2 separate regions of the Mus musculus genome follow, and region 1 is linked to region 2. A link is a contact called in public Hi-C data. All regions are on one chromosome and are shown on one strand. The core of a region is the stretch at or near the end of the contact, and the rest is flanking DNA. Distances in the headings are between cores, read along the strand shown. Region 1 has its middle 14 kb from the start of Gm24731. Region 2 overlaps Stxbp6 (syntaxin binding protein 6 (amisyn)).

Region 1 (5,991 bases), core at 2,960-5,459, 240 kb before region 2:
TGGAAGTAGTTACAAAAGAGAACAGGTCCCTTGACCCTTAACAAGCTGAAATGCTAAGTCAAAAGATAATGCCTTGGCATAGGGGACAAAGTAGTTACCTGCAATGCTAATTGGCAAACTAGAAAAATAGAACTAGATTTATCAATGAGTAGATTTGTTAATTGAAATTGTTCTATAATATGATAGGGTGCTTGGCCTGCTTTATGAAGAAAAAAAGAGGTGTTATATGGGTTTAAGAGAAAAATTATTACTTCTATATGAACCATTAGAGATTATAATCATACTGTACTAAAAAATACTACAAAAGGAAGACCTAATGCAGTATCTGGCATGGCCTTGGTGAGGAAAGAATGACATGGTTTCTGACCCTGGAACAGGGCCAGCAACATAGGCCACCATGAGTATCAATTACTACTGTGGGCATGAGGCTTCTTTGTGTAATGTACATATTATTATATTCCTCCAAGGAATGTCTTCCCTACTAACTCCATGGTAATCAGAGACAACATGAGTCCTGGAGACAAAGGTGTGGCAAATATCTTAACAAAACAGTAAACACTGAGACCTTCAGGACAGCCCTTAAGGAAAAGACCTCTAAAAATATGGGTTCAAAATATATAATTTCTCAAAAGATTGGGGATGGAATATTAATTATAGGGGGGATTTCTCAAATCTAAAGGACTAGAGGCAGCTACATTATGAGCCAACTGGTCAGAAAGATGCTAAGGAAGGAGATAAGGAGATTTAGGGAGTGGTGATCATATGAGATCATGCCCAGCTGAGTTTTTTTGTTGTTGTTGTTTATGCTTACAAATGCAGACAAATTCCTGAGTTCAGGGTTGGCCTGGGACAAAGCTAATTCAGCTCCAGGTGTGGTAGAAATGATAATTTCAGGTTGGGATCCCGCCCACCTAGCTCACTGTCTGTGTTTAACAGAGGCAAACAGATCTCTGAATTCTTGTGCAATGTTAAAAGAAAATGTGTGCCTGCTATCTCCTAAGAATTAAGGGGCTGGGATCATGGGATGCCGATTCATAAACAAATCAAAAGGAAACCTGAAGTAAAGGACTAGACGGATACGTAAAATAAAAGACTGAGTTTATGATCTCCAGAGAATTTTGTAGAATATTAAGGGAGAACTGCTACGAGAACAATCTCTAGCAGAAGCTGTCTGGAGCAGAGCATAGGCTACCAGCTTCCATCCCAAGATTTTACTTCAAGTCCTTTGTTTTTCGTTCCCAGACACTACTTTCTCAGAACTCCTCTCCAAGCTGAGGCTGGTCCTTGGCAGGAGTTGAAATAAATGACCACTGTCCCACCCATTTCCAGGCTCCTTAGAAGAGTAACTCTGATGTCAGCCATCATAAGGCCCTTCTGCTTCTGGTAATTATTACTATTGGCTTCCACATCATTTATGTCTCAACTAGATGATAATTCCCATCTGGGTACCATTCAGCTGACCATTATTAGATCCCAAAATAAATAGGTACCCATCATGGAATCAAGGATTTAACTTAGGATACAACTCAAGTGGAGAATGTACTAAAAGATCCTGACAGAGAGTAAAAAATTATTTAGGCCCCTAGACCTGTGTCCAAAATAGCCTCATTGTTCCAGGATGTCAGGTGTTGGCAGTTTTTGCCTTTCTATAAGCCCAATGCCAGGTGTTTGTGGTTTGTGGGTCTATATAAACCCCTTACCCCTTGAGCTCATTGTCTACTCCTCTACCCCTGCGTGGGATACGAGTCGTCCCCAGTGCACTGGTCTTCCCCAATAAACCTCTTGCGATTTGCATCAAGACCATTTCTCATGAGTGATTTGGGATGTCACCTATCCTGAGTCAGAACGTGGGGGAGTCCGCATGTTGTGGGTCTTTCAGAACGAGTCAAAGTTAATATGTAAGCTCTACCTGCCCAAGGACAAGGTAACTTACTCCAATGCTGGGAGTTGTAGTTCTTGGAAAATAATAAAGCCATATGGAAAATAGGGTGGCCATATGGTTTTGTCCTTTAAAAGTACCCACAACACATGTCTCACTTGCTAGGAATTCCAGAGTATAAACCTGACCAGATTCTAGCCTGATCAGTATTTAGTTAAAGCATCGTTCAAATTTGGCTCAAAATTGTGGAACTTGTTTTTCTATTGTGAATCTCAGGATTAACTCTGCCCCAGTGCTACCAACAGTATTCATCGGAGTAGTTACCCATAATAGGAAAGAAATAAAACTAGAAATAGACTGAATGTTCTCATAAAGGGGATAAAATCTGAGAAAGGTTGAAGATGATGATACAACTTCAAATAACCACTACTGAGACAGGTTGAGACATAATGCTAAGTAATGAAAGCCATTTACAGAACAATATGTTGTGCCAATTTTTACACAGTGCTACACATTAACTTGATGATGAAAAGCTTTGCACACAGAAATAATGAAATTCTAGTATATTACAGCTAATACATTTATAGGGGATTTTTTTCATTGGATGATCTGCAGTCTCTGAATTTTTGCAAAGTTCAAGGATTATTTTTTATGTAACTTGACTGTGAAATTTTCAGTTTGTTCATAATTCTAAATTCTTGTGAGAATTACATAAAAACCTAAACATTTTCTAAGTGGTTATAATCATTGAAAAAATAATAAATAAATGGGCAGATATTATGGAGAACTGTTTCAATAATAGAGTGTCAACGCTCTGCTAGTTATACATATTCCTTTAAGAACATTTACACTAGAAACTCTAACTAAAATATTTGAAAATGAAATTATCCAACTGATTTCAAAAGATGGCTTATTTTTAATAAATATAATTTTATAAGTTCATTTCATAAGAATTAACATATAGTAACCCCCTTTTAGTTTGTTTTGACTATATGTCTATTAAGATTATTACTGTGTCTGTTAAGGTTATCATGTGATTTTTGTTCTTATACGGATTTGCCACAATATATTTTTAAATTTACATATGCTTAATCAACTTTGTATCCATGGGATGAAATTTTGTTACTATATGTAACAAAATTGTGTGCTACTGTCTGTTTGTTATAACAGTTGTACACCTGGGTCTTCAGTTGGGACTCCTTACTGGGGAGCAGGATTGTCTCTGACTGTATTGTCTGCCTTTGGATCGCCTTCTCCTCACGGGCCTGCCTTGTCTAGCCCCAGTAGAAGAAGATGCAGTTGAGCCTAGCCTTACTGCAATTTGATAGCCAAGGCTGGTTGATATCCATGGGAGGTCACTCCTTTTCTGAGAAGGGGAAAGAGGGGTGGAAGAGGTGAGGGGAGGTGAAAGGGAGAGACTGAGACGAGAGCCTGTCAGTCTTTCAAAGAACCAACTCTTTGATCAATTCTTTGTATTGTTGTTTTGATCTTCTTTCATTACTTTTGACCCTAATCTTTATTATTTCTTGGAACTTACTACAATTGGATTTGGTTTTCTCTGTCTCTGTTTCTTTCTCTGTCTGTCTCTCTCTGTGTGTCTCTGTGTCTATGTCTCTCTCTCTCTCTCTCTCTCTCTCTCTCTCTCCATAAGTCTTAAGCATTTAAGCTGTTAAGTTTCTTCTTAGAATTGCCTTAGCTGCACCCTAGATATTTTAGGTTGAAATACAGGTCAATAGTAGTGTCTGGGGGAGGGAGTCAGGCAATGACTAGAGTCTTAGAAGGGTAGTTGACATGGTGACAATTATCTATCTCAATTTGATCCCCAAGCAGAACAGGAGACTTGACAGAGAGCAATGTCAATGAATCACAATTGAGAGGTGTCCATTTTCATTCAACAGGCACCTCCTAAGGTGAAAGAAACTGTCTGATACACTGTAGCCAGTGTGACATTTATAGCAAGTGTGTAGCAGTGTGACTGCTCCAGAAGAGAGTGATAGAAACAAAGATACAGAGAAACTCCAGTAAGTCAAGGAGAGAGAAGAGACTAAGCAGACAGCTCAGAGGTAGCACTTACCAGAATAGAGATGGAGAGAACAGGGTTTAAAGCAGGCAGAAGAGAAGCAGCCAGAGAGGTGGACTCCGAAATTTGGAGTTGAATATGATGGGTGACAGAAGCCAGAATTAACAAATGATCCATACCTTAGGGCCGAATCAGCAGCTTAGTTAGTTCTGTTAGGAGCAGCCTGGCCTCTTGGGAACAAGGACTTATTGTTTCCCTCCTGGGTTTTTGGCACCAGATGTAAGCAAGAGCACAATAAAGAAATGGATGCTCCCTGGTTGGGGGAGGGTGGTTGAAGAGAGAGAGAGAGAACAACTAGAGGCATCTAGAACAGCCCAGAGCAGAGAAAAAAACAACAAACAAAAGAAGCAGCCTGGACAATATCAGGACTATCTGTGAGAGAAGCCAGAATAGCAGAGCTGGTGGGGATGGGGTAAAACCTGATGTAAAAGAATAAATCTGAGAGAGGGTAGCCTGTGAACTGCAATAGCCTGGGAGCTAGCATAGTGGAGAAGAAATGGGGAAGGGGAGACGGGCCAGAAGAATAGTCTGGGCTTTGAACACAATGTTGAGTAGGGTCTGAAGGAGCGTAGAAGCCAACAAAGGCTTTGATATGCAACCATAGGTATACCCAACAGAAATATATCCCAGGGAAGGGGCTCTTTTGGTAGGCAAGGGACCTGCCTTTTTAGGTTCCTGAGAAATGCCAACCATAGGATTTTAACTATATTCGAGAAATCTTTCTAAAGTCCAGCTTGAACTGAGCCTAGACTGCCACTTGTGGACATGGGCACTACCCTTTGGATTTAGGGAGCTGGAGTTTCCTTTGGAACTGAGAGGTGTGTTATCAGTTTTGTTTAACCATATGAAAATTTTAGATTCCTAAATTGTCCTTCTTGATTTATTCAGTGATGAACTGTTCATTCAAAAACATATTGCTCATTATTCAAACATTTGTGTAGTTCCCATTGTTGGCAATTTTTGTTTTTATTTCACTATGTTAAGTGTTATGTACTATGTTAAGTTCTATGTTTTAAGACATAGATGTACTTTGATTCTTTTGTATTTGTTAAAGCACATTTAGTGGTCTACAGTGTGATCTTTTATGTTCTGTGGACTGCTGCTAAGAAAGTTTTATATTCCCTTTCTGTTTGGTGCAATATTCTATAGCTAGCAAATAATTGATCCTCTTTACTATAGCTTATGTCTGAGGTATAGTTGATTTTTAACTATAGTATGTTTCTAACAATAAGAGAGCTAGCACATATTCTTGAGATTATTAAATTGTGCTCAATGATAAAGAGAAGACATAAAGAAAAAATACTAGTGAATGACGAGAAGATACTCTATCTTATGACATCATCATGGCAGAAACGTTGGGAGGGTTTTGGTAAACATTACAGAGTTAGAAATTGTTACAGGAGACAATCCGCATGAATCTAAATTCTTGCCGATTTTTTTTTGTTTGTTTAAGAAGAGAGCACCAGATAAGAATATAATTAAAGCCTGATGAACATATAAGGGGAAGTCAGTGAACCCCTAACAATTCTGTTGAGACCAGTCCTTTTAAAGGCTCCTTCCTCTTTCCTGTTTTCAATTCATGACCAGTTTAGGGTGGTGGTAGTATGAGTCATGAAAAAAAGCATATAGCTCAGATATTTAAGCAGAGGACAGAAATAAGGAGTTAGCAGGTTTACCCCATCACACCCTTCCCAAAACTATTAAGAAAAGACAGTTTCTGTTCAAACCATCCTCCACCAATCCTATCCCACTTTCTTTCCTTGGTTTTTCAATATCAGAACATTAAATATATATCTGTTTCTGATACTTTCAGTCATCTTTCCCTCATGCACATTTATCAAACAGAGAGAATTCCTCTGAGTAGGGTAGGTTATGGTTAGAAAGAGCCACCTTGGGCAACATTTTATGAATAAAGGAATAAATGAACAATGTAACAAATATTATTCAAATTCTCTTTTAATTAGCAAACTGCCTTCTATGGGGTCTCTATTTCATCCAAAGCAGGATTCTGTGTATTTAAAAGCAATGTTCT
Region 2 (5,445 bases), core at 706-3,205:
TAGTGGACAGAAGATGTTTCTCTAGGGCTCATAAGAAAGCACTCCAGGAGATTGGCTCCTGACAGATGGCTTCAGTGACTCTATCACAACAGGGTCTTAGTGCACTGCTGCTTCTGAGACCCAGGTAGAGTTCCTTGAAGGAGAACTAACCAAGTCTGTCCAAGACAAGTCTGCCAGCAGACAAGTTGGCATCAGGACGTCGCATTACGAGCTGTGATGAAGTAAACCCAGATGCATGCTCCCCAAGGCTTTGGTACAAGGAAATGATGAGAGATTTCATGCCCTGATGCACTCATACACAAAGCAACTTAAAGTATTTAAATAGGAGAAGGACAGTGGTAATCTGAGTAGTGGTATTGAGTGGGGAAAGAGAAAGCCAAAGGAAGTAACATTACAGCTGTCCTAAAGTTTGCAAAGGTCGAGTGGTCCAGGCAATTGTCTCGTTTGCCTTCCCACTGTGGTGCACTGATAAAGCTCTGCTAAAATAGTTTCGGCTAATGATTAAACCACAAACCAGGTTACCAAGGAAGCTGTGAAATTATTCTTCCTAATGTGGGGTAGACAATACCTGGATGTCATCCACATAGGCGTCCCTCTCACCAGGGGTTGTACAAACATCCAAGTTCTGGGCCATTGCCACTATTTCCCTGACACTGTGGCCAAGTTTGCTCAATGGTTGGGAAATAACATGGTATAGTAGTTAACTTCTTATGTTTGAGCCCGGCTCTGTCATTTTCCATCTGGGTGAGCTAGGACAAATGCTAAATTTCTCAAAATCCCATGTTTTCTTATCAGTTAAACAAAGACAATTGATTAATAACCACACCTATCTCCTCTAGTTCAGAGGGGAACATGCATATAAATCTAAACTGTTTATGATTTATTTCAATAAACATAGCTTTTGCTGAACCTGTCCTCTATTTGGTGACATAATGGGATCAGTAATGAAACTGAGGAATTATTACAGATGACTGAGAATCTTCAAAAACAGCAATTTTAAAAAAGAATGCAGATAAATATTGTGTGATCCAAATTCAAAAGGAAAGCGAGTGGGAAGTTTATAGTATGTGAACAGAGAGACATCTTAGAACAGCCTATGAGACTAGAAATTGATGAGGCCATAAACTGCAAAGGGGTCTCCAGCTTTGGTAAGTGCAGGGCAGGGTGGTCTTAGTAGAGGTCAATTAGGCAAGAGAATTTGGCATTATAATTGGTTTCCCCTCCAGAAGATGTTCCCAGGGGAGAAAAAGTCCCTGGGTGAGTGTGTACAAGGGAGTGTAAGACAGTGTCAGGGCTAGGCTTGCAGTTTTCTAAAACTGGGCTATGTGCTCATGAACCACTAACCTAAGAAATATTTGTAGTGAGCAAGCCAACCACTTTAGATAAGGTGTGGCTGCTTTTTCTAGGGGTTAGAACTGTTGATAAGACCATAGATTTACCATGAAGATGTGATTTCACTGGCCAAGCCCCAGCCAGGCCTGCTAGTGAGAAGATTCAGAGGTGGAACCAGGCCTTCTACCCATTCCCCACACTCCTAGACATGTGTGGCCTGTTGACTCATGAAGAGTGGGCTGTGTTTACAAGAGGAAGACACAGTGCACATGGCAAAGAACAATCTTCCCAGGTGACAGTTCCTCTGAGGACAACCAGGTCCAATGGAAATTGTGGCCTGTCTTTCTAGATTATTGTAAAAAAATACCATTTGTCATTTTTCCCAGGACCCCTGCAGTGACCCAGGTACAAGCGTGAACAGGTCTCTTTTGTTCATCCTCTAGCTGTATGGGTGCCAGTCCCCTCTAGAACAGAGATGGGGGACAATGCTTCTCTCCTGGCCCAGCACACTCCTCACCCCAGTTCTGGTTATCCTGTCATGAGGAAGTATTGTTCCTTCCTGAGCTGTGGGTCTGGCACAGTTCCAGCCATTAGGAAAGAGCAACGCACAGCACAAGCAGCCTCACTCACTTTCCCCTGCCCCCGAAAGCTCAAGGTTGCAGTGTGCTCCAGGCTTTGACAGCCCGCCATGGGTGGTGAGTCAGCAGGCAAGAACATTACCCACACTAGCATCCTCAAATGACATTTCTCACAGCAAAAAGAGTTGATCTGGACTCTTCTGCACCAGGGTAGAAGAGATGACAATAAATTCTCTCTCTTTCTCCCTCTCCCTCTCCCTCTCCCTCTCCCTCTCCCTCTCCCTCTCCCTCTCCCTCTCCCTCTCCCTCTCCCTCTCCCTCCCTTTCTCTCTCTCTCTCTCTCTCTCTCTCTCTCTCTCTCTCTCTCTCTCTCTCCCCCTCCCCCCGTCCTCTCTCTCCCTCCCTCTTGTTAGTTCTGTTGCAGTTGTTCAGTTTGAGCCTTTAGGCTAAAAGGGAAGGGACTCTTCTCTTAAAGCACATCCTAGTGTCTGTAATGATTTTTTTTCATTATCATTATGTAGAATAGACTACAGAGCATTAGTAGGGGATTTCTGTAAACTATTCAGTAAATAAACCAGGGGGAATATTTAAGGGAGGAACTCCAGCACTTGTATTACTCTCCGACAGTTTTACAGGAGTGGGGAACAATGGGGAAGCATTGATGTTGAAGCACCCAAGGCTTTAGTAGCAAAATTGTATAATCTGGTTCCCTAATTTTGTTTAGTGCTCTTTATCCTAAAGTCCTTCATTCCCAGATACTTTTATAAACCAGGGTATTACCACTTTTTGCTAGGTGTTATTAGTCTGTCCAGGCTACTTAAAAGCTACAAACAAATTTTAAAAACCTGGTAATTGATTAAACAATGAATTAATTTCTTACAGAGAAGTCCAAGATCAAGATGCTAGATTCCATGCCCCATGAAGGTCTTTTTCCTGATTCACTTATGGTGACCTTTGAGAGTATCCTATCATAATGAAAAGGGGAAGAGTCTCTCCTTCATTCTGAGGTCTCTGCACCTCCAGATCCAGTCACCTCCCACGCTCACCTCCTAATGTCATCTCATGGCAGTTTGGTTTTGGCACCTGACTTTGAGGAAGACACAAATATTTGTACTACAATAAGATCTATGTAGCTAATCGTCCTATTCAATTGTATTTCTGCAAAGTACAGGTGGCCATAACTCAGGGTCTAGCTTGAGCAGCAGTGCAATCATTCCTGAAGATTAGTGGCTATGTGACCTGGCGCAAGCCTATTTAGTGGAAAGTTAATAGCTCAATGAATACCAAGACAGTAGCTGTGATCAAATATTTATGGTTGGAATTCATTACACACAACACTTAACAGCTCTGTGTTTATTTGATGGACCTCTTTGCTAAATAATATATGAAAACTGGAGGCAGAACAAAAACGGGGGCCAAGAATGTGGCTGAAGACTGGGCTAGGTCTGAGGCAGGGTCCTACCTCTCTTCTCTCACTTCACTATGCCCATAACTAAGTGCTTTTTAATGTCAGGAGTTATTAGGCATCAGCACAGTTCTTGACCCCAAACCCAAAAAAATCTTTATCACTCAGTATAGCAAAATGGATGTACTCAGAACAAACTCTGCATCTGACCATTGACTAACCAGCAGCATTAGCCAGCAGGAGGTCTGAGGGGATCTTTACTGGCTCCACCACACAAAAAGTTATCAAGACTTTAAGCTAAGGTTTTCCTTAGAGACAATACCTAGGATAATAGCCAGCCATCCTCTGTCACATAAAGAAATGTTGATGCTGTTTTCCTAGTGGGAGCTCAGGGTTCTAACCTCTCTCTTGTGGCCACCAATAAGATGACGTTGTGACTGCCCTGGGCTTTGCTGGAATGATAGGTTATTAATATGTTCCAGGATGAGGCAAAGCACTAGTAGTTGGAAGTTAAGGTCTATTGTTTGTCCCTATAAGGGAATACAATTTAATTGCCAAGAACTTTGGATCTGATTAAAAGTCTAGGAGGGATATGGTGTAGATTATTTGAGAGTGTCTCTCTACATGCTCTTGAGTTTTCACACTTCATCAGATGTCATCAAGTATTAAGATCCCAGGAGTGTTGCTTCTTGATATATCTAGAGACCCGGGAATCCCAGCTCTCCCAGGGGCGAGTCGCTTGTTCTCTCTGTGCATTTTGTTTTCATCTATCCTACTGAGGAATGAAAGAAAACACACAGCATCCTCCATCATCAGGCACATGTACCAACAAAGTCAATGTACAGGAAGAGGCAAAGGGCAGTGCCCTGTGACCTATTTGTGTAAGTATTACACATCTATCAGGACCACAGTGGACAGGAGTGGTGGTTGGTACCAGGCATAAGATCTCTAATCCTGAATGCAGGAAGGAAAAGTAGAGAGAGCTGCCTAGTAATACGGTCTCATTTTTTTTTCATCCCTCTCCCTTTCTCTCCTTAGCTTGCCATGAAGCATAAATGTTGAGAAACTGCCTATCCTGGTGAAGCTCTAAAGAAAGTGGAGGAGTTTGTTCAGCAGTTATTACAAGACGTCCAGACGGGGCTGCTTCTTTGGTTTTGCTGTTTTGTTTGTTTGTTTGTTTCTCTTTCTTTCTTTCTTTCCTTCTTTCTTTCTTTCTTTCTTTCTTTCTTTCTTTCTTTCTTTCTTTCTTTCTTTCTTTCTTTCTTTCTTTCCCAATATAAGGACATTGAAGGGTTTGATTCTTCATGGTCAGATGTTAATATGAATGAATGGCAGCATGCTGTGGGCATATATTTCCCTATCTTGCTAAAGAATGCTGCAATAGTGTCAGCTTCATTTTTACTTTTTCCATTGTCTGTGTGTGTGTGTGTGTGTGTATGTGTGTGTGTGTGTGTGTGTGTGTGTGTGTGTGTGTGTGTGTGTGTATGTATATCTGTGTGTGTGCATATGTTCCTTTTGAAGAAAAATTGTTTTTGTAGTTCAAATACGAAATTCAGACCAAATAATAAGCCAGGTATAAATTGGCAAAATGTATTTTTTTGTTTCTCTCTGTAACTAAGCAACAAAATAGTTCAATATGGTGGCATCAGGTGATGGTCCTGGGTACAAATAAAAGCCACATAATGCTTTCGCCTACTCTCCTAGTCCTCTTCATTTGAAGAGAAAAATTAAAATTTATTATCTTGAGACTCAAGTCTGTACTGTGGTAAACACATGGGCATATCAGGGGAATTGGATTTTGTCTTTTCATGTTAATCTTTTTGCATGAACCATCAAGAGCATTCACAAAATACAAATCAGAATCTCAAATAGAAATCTACTCTCTGGGCTGACACATAAACATTTCTGTTCCTTCCTTCCAGTCTGACTAGTTGGAATTATCATATGAAGGACAAAAATTTGAATGTAAAGACCTACCGTAAAATATAATTTAAAACTTCCATAGATTTATGGATATTTCTCTTGTTGTCATTATATCATAGCTAACATGGGGGTGGGGAGGACTTATATTTCTAACAACAAATAGTATATCTAGGGTCAGTGAGGTGGCTCGGTGAATGAAGGTGCTTA

What was found. Hi-C and Micro-C count contacts between places; a contact is called where the count stands out from the background.
Region 1: a Hi-C map of neural stem cells shows a contact between it and region 2, with 2.9 times the contacts expected there. The contact joins two enhancer-like sites. A contact is called at or near these places in 5 of 484 Hi-C or Micro-C datasets (bone marrow-derived macrophages, nephron progenitors, neural stem cells and 2 more) and 1 of 115 datasets of contacts at active chromatin or transcription factors (pancreatic cancer cells).

Annotation. Positions count from the first base shown.
Region 1 is chr12:45,092,144-45,098,134 of GRCm38.p6, reverse strand. No RefSeq gene overlaps it. Among named protein-coding and RNA genes, the nearest start is that of Gm24731, 14 kb to the left of the region's middle. Within about 2 kb of position 4,209, at least 22 of the 459 cell types and tissues checked have an H3K27ac peak or open chromatin away from gene starts, as enhancers often do. A contact at or near this core is called in neural stem cells, where this site is marked.
Region 2 is chr12:44,854,786-44,860,230 of GRCm38.p6, reverse strand. It overlaps Stxbp6 (syntaxin binding protein 6 (amisyn)), which reads left to right. Exons shown (of 6, transcript NM_144552.3): 6 at 4,354-5,445. The coding sequence ends at 4,377. Among named protein-coding and RNA genes, the nearest start is that of Gm33548, 69 kb to the left of the region's middle. Within about 2 kb of position 1,955, at least 103 of the 459 cell types and tissues checked have an H3K27ac peak or open chromatin away from gene starts, as enhancers often do. A contact at or near this core is called in neural stem cells, where this site is marked.